Linked DNA regions of Zea mays: region 1 is linked to region 2. Evidence: chromatin contacts called from public Hi-C data. All regions are on one chromosome and are shown on one strand. The core of a region is the stretch at or near the end of the contact, and the rest is flanking DNA. Distances in the headings are between cores, read along the strand shown. Region 1 holds the start of LOC100277201. Region 2 holds the start of LOC100502392.

Region 1 (2,720 bases), core at 116-2,615, 250 kb after region 2:
ATAACACTTACCCCACTGCGAACCTTCTTTAGAAACTTTCTTCCCCCATCACGAAGCTTCCCATTTGCTGAAAATAGACGATTCCAGTGTTGACAAGTAAGCGCCCGTTTCCTTTTTCTTCGAGACCACGGAGATTTAATTCCACCCCTAGAATGAAATGTACTAGAGAAGAAATAATAAGTTGAAGTTAGCTGATGATTCCATGTTCTGCGTTATTGTAACATACCAAAGATACAACTTGACCACAGCTACTGACTTTCATTCTGAAAACAAACAATGAACTGCAATGCTAGCCTTAATAGCTAAGGCGTAGTACTTCATTGGTTACTGCAAATGTATCAATACAACCCAAAATCTAGCATATCAGCAACTACTAGCACAAAAGCTCAAGGTATCAAATTCAAGATTTCAGCAATCAATGCCAAGTTAACGAACCAACATTATGAAATGTCATTCATGACACAGTTTCAGATGACACGGTTTAGAACTCTACCAGGCTACCACTGCCCATAGGCTAAAATGCTCCTATAGTTCTTACAATGAATTGAACAAACATTCCATCTACATTTCACACAAATAGCACTGCAAGTGAGCCAGAACTTTGCGCCTGATACTGCGAGCTGCTGCGCAAGACTTAACTAGATCAAAGCGTAGAGAAGCACCTAGTAACTGGTGCAGAGCACTTGAACAGCAAACAAATTAGCTTTTTTTTAATCTAAGAGACTAAAGCAAATCTTATAAGAATAATAGTACCGAACAAACTACCACTTCCACTGTGCTACCAGAACAGCATAATTTTGGGAATAAGTGCGCGAATCGTTGTTGGGAAATATCAAGTAGCCAACAATTATTCCCCATTTTGAAGCGACCCATGCAGCACGAGGAGAAATCCGGACAGGATAGCCCCACCATTCCATGTTCGGAGACGAAGCAGCCAGCGAGGGCGACGAGGAAGCTGCCACCACTGACGCTGGCGCTGAATCCGAACCCTCCGCGGGCAAATTCGCCGATTCAGACACAGAGGACGTCGCCGGCGAGGCCGGCGAGGTAACGAGAAGCGACCGGCGGTGGATCCACGAATAAGACCGCGGGGAAGACGGCACCCTTGGCGATGGCGCCGAGGAGGTGCTGGATCGCCGCAGGGCCTTCATCGCCCCGCCCCGCATCGCCTCCACCTACCGCTTCTAAACTAGGAAGTCACCGAGCGCCTAGTCCACTCCGACCGCTTCCCGCTTCAGGGCGGAGAGCTTCCCCATCCACGCCGCCGGCGGCCGGTGCGGATGCGGAGCTCTGCGCGTGCGCGTCGACGGGGGATTCTGGTCTCGTTCCCTGGAGAGGAAGGGGGTTAAAAGAGTTGGTGCGGTAGGCATCGGTTACAGCCCGTCGCCTACGCACGCTGCCATGTGGGGGAGGAAGACCTGGAGCGCACGCGTCAGTCTGAGAACATGCGGTGCAGGGTAAACTCTCCCACCACATGACAGCAGTCATTTCTGAAAGAAAGAAATTTGTACAGCAGTCGTTTCTTTCTCTCATGTACTGTTTCCGCAAACAAAATGAAAAACTTATTTTCGAGAAGTGACATGGTGACAACTTCACATTTAAAAATATCAGTATTTTCACTAACTCGATTAACTATGGTTTTTGCACTGTACTGTTAAGGAGTGAATTTTAAAATATAGAGTAGGATAGAAAGTCTGCTGCAAACCTAAACAGCCCTTACTACTTGCTACCATTGATTGAGGAGCTCACATTGAGATAATAGCAGTAGCTTTTAGTCTATTTAAACAAATTTTTTAAAATCATTTATAGCACGCGCACGGATCTATAATATTCTTTCTGCCTCTCCCCTCGCGTAACCAACAGAGAGAGATAATCATGCTTCATGATAAGAATTATCTCGATCTATTCCTTTCACGACTCCCCACCTAACCAACACTAAGAGATAAACATGCTTATGAATAAAACTTATCTTATCAGAGACAAACAACACGCTATAAATTCCTCCCTCCCCCAGCCAGGGAGCAGACCTCCCTTACCGCGTCAGAGACAAAGCACGAGGAAGCGGGCGATCTAGAGGACAGAGGATGTGCGGCTCAAATCCACCTGAGTCGTCGTCGACGACGGCATCAGCGATGTCGGCGCGGGAGTGGAGAGCAGGGCGAGCCCTTGCTACTTTCTCTATCTTATAAAAAAAATACCACCCTCATTTGTTTAAAAAACCAAATATTTTTTTTGACACAATATTAATATTTTTAAAGGACATTATTAGATCAACCATTAAATACATTTTTTTACAATAAATTTCATAAAAACATATATAAATATTGATAACAGTTTCTACAAATGTCGTTAAAGTGAATCGGTACGAATCTTATAGCGACTCTTTTTATGAGACTGAGAAAGTATGATGGATATATATATTCCCCTGTTTATGAGCTTTACCATTTTGTGTTTCATGTGAATCTGTCTTGATACTACGTTCAAAAAAAAATCTGTCTTGATACTGATAAAGCAAGATTCCGTTTGGCATCTGTCGATATCTTTTGCTGCTGTTATTACGAGTTGGTCGTAGGATAGAGATGGCGAGTGTTTGTATTGTATCTTTCACCGCACACACGGGTTACTCGCGCGTGCGGCGTGGGTAGATGGGATCAGTGCATGAGGTCAACTGAAGACATATCATCCGCACACTTGGTCATTGTATAGGGAAAAATATATAC
Region 2 (2,700 bases), core at 19-2,518:
TTACCGAAAATACGGAAACAAAATCAATAGAAAGAACCGGAAGCGGAAACGGTTTGGTACTCTTCCGACCGTTTCCGAATTTACCGTTTTTATTCGGTATTTTACCGTCGGTAATAAATTCGGTACTTTTTTCGAGAAAATTATTAAATCTGGACTGACCTTTATAAATTCAAAATAAATTCATCTTAGCTTAGAAAAATATGAAACTAATTTTATTATTTTCCTAAAATCAAGATCTATCTAATGGTATATAGTTTAGAATCGTTTGAAACTTTTATAAATCTTATTTATGTTTTCTTACCTGTTATTACTCTTGATACATATATTCATGATTTACACGAGAACTTAAGAAGGACCAATAGGACACTAATTATATTGACTATGCCAAGTAGTAGGAGTACAAATAGAATGTAAGTGTCATATCATTATATACATCTTGATTCTACTTTACTTAAATATATAATAATGATTTTATTATAGTATACTTCTTACCTTATATATTTAATGTGACCTCCTATCTTATATATTATTACCAATTTTATATGAATGTATGACTTGCGTGAATTTTTGAAGTTAATTGAGGGTACATGTTACCGTTTTTACCGATCGAGTTTTAGATTCCAATCGTAACCAATGTAATTTTTGTACCAAACTTTCATTTTCGATGTTTTCGAAGTACCGATGTTGTTTTCGTTTCCGGAGTTACCGTTTTTTTATCTCGTTTCCGTGGAAAAATATGAAACCGAAAATGGTTTTAGTGTTTACCGATCGTTTCCGACAGTTTTCACCCCTAGCGTGCTTAGAGATAGAGAGAATCAGCATTGTTTGCTTGAATTTAATTCGTACCGGCTTCTATTCAGTGTTTTTGTCTCTAAATTACAAGTGGAGCACGGTAAACAACAGGCTTTAATCTGAACCGGACATACATCCTCGTCTCGAGGAAATAATACGAGTACGACGTCGTATAAAGTAGTTGCAGTACACTAGTTCTACTACCCACGTTGGTAGGCGAGAAAGAGAGAGAAAGTGTTTGAGTATATTTTATATAAATAAACGGGGCGTTTTGGGAGCGTGCAGTGCAGTGCAGGATCGTTGGCGGCGTAGCAGGCCCTCCTCCGTCTGCTGTCGCTTTCTCCCCCGGCCCCTTCATCACTCACCTCACCACACAAAGCTACCTCACTTGAGCTCCTCTCCTACTACCTTTCTCTCCCTCCTCCCTCTCCCCTTCCTTTCTTCCCCTCCTCACGCGCAGACACGCCAAAATTCTAGGGAACGACCCCCACTACCCCTGCACGCCACCTTAGATCGGTCGACACATAGCTAGCTACCCGCTAGCTGCTGCCGCGCGGCCGGGCCGCGCGCGAGAGCGCTCAAAATTCGCGCGTCGCGCGCCCGCCACGCGGCGCGGTCATGCTGCGGCTGCGGGGAGAAGCGCGGTAGCCGAGCACGGGCGATCCGGCGCTGCCCGCCTATGGATCTGGCCGCATGGCGGGCTTCCCTCTAGGCGGAGGAGGCCACGGCCGCGGCGACCACCACCACCACCACCACCCTCACGTGAACCCTTCCTCCGCCTCCGGCTCCGACTCCGCCACCGCCGCCGCCTACCTCTACACGGCCGCCGCGCCGCGCGGCGGGTTCCAGCTATGGCCGCACCACCCGGCGGAGGAGCACCACCACCACTTCTACGCGCCCAACATCATCCGCTTCGCCGATGACCCCTTCGCGGGCTCCTCGCGCGGCGGCAGGGGTTCAGACGCCTTCGTCGCCGCCGGCGCGGGAACCATCAGCTGCCAGGACTGCGGCAACCAGGCCAAGAAGGACTGCGTCCACATGCGCTGCCGCACCTGCTGCAAGACCCGGGGCTTCGACTGCCCAACCCATGTCAAGTCCACCTGGGTGCCCGCAGCCAAGCGCCGGGAGCGCCAGCAGCAGGTCACCGAGCCCTCCAAGCGCCACCGCGACGCCACCGTCGGTGCTCAGCCCTCCTCTACCACCGCCACTACCACTTCCTCGGGTACGTATTTTATTCCTAGCTACCAGCGTGCAGTGCTGCACTGCACGTCCTGCTCATCTTCACTAGCTAACAAGCAAGCAATTCACCACCACCGTACCTAATACTCGATGGAGACCATGCATGTGCTTGATCGATCGAGCAGGGGAGCAGCAACAGATGGCGGTGGCGGCGGAGCGGTTCCCGCGGGAGGTGAGCTCGGAGGCGCTGTTCCGCTGCGTCCGCCTGGGCCCGGTCGACGAGCCTGGCGCCGAGGTGGCGTACCAGACCAGCGTCAACATCGCCGGCCACGTCTTCAAGGGCATCCTGCACGACGTCGGCCCGGACCCATCATCGTCGGTCGCTGCGGGCGGCGGCGGCTTCCGCCACGCCACTGACGGGTCCTCCCCGGGCACGGCGGGCGAAGGCAGCGTCGCGGGGGCGGGGCCCGTCTCGTCATCGGCTGTGGTCATGGACCCGTACCCGACGCCGACGACGCCCGGACCGTACGGCGGCTCGCATTTCTTCCACGGCCATCCGAGGTGATCAAACGGCCACCACGATTGACACGGCTAGCCTAGCTAGCTGGTGCTGGTTTCGTTCCTTTTGGGCATGCCATGGCCATGCATCCTTCAATATTTCGCTTTATTAGAAGAAGGATTATCGATCATCACCAAATTGTTACCACCAGTAGCTTTTATTTCTTTCCT

Evidence for each region. A called contact is a pair of places that touch in the nucleus more often than the background predicts.
Region 1: a Hi-C map of ear shows a contact between it and region 2, with 2.3 times the contacts expected there. The contact joins the promoter of LOC100277201 here to the promoter of LOC100502392 in region 2. A contact is called at or near these places in 3 of 25 Hi-C or Micro-C datasets (bundle sheath, ear and leaf).

The regions. Positions count from the first base shown.
Region 1 is chr1:212,264,408-212,267,127 of Zm-B73-REFERENCE-NAM-5.0, forward strand. It overlaps LOC100277201, which reads right to left and starts at 1,366. Exons shown (of 5, transcript NM_001350256.1): 1 at 910-1,366; 2 at 12-162. The coding sequence starts at 1,166.
Region 2 is chr1:212,019,171-212,021,870 of Zm-B73-REFERENCE-NAM-5.0, forward strand. LOC100502392 reads left to right here and starts at 1,269. Exons shown (of 2, transcript NM_001196870.1): 1 at 1,269-2,014; 2 at 2,157-2,662. The coding sequence starts at 1,486. The coding sequence ends at 2,536.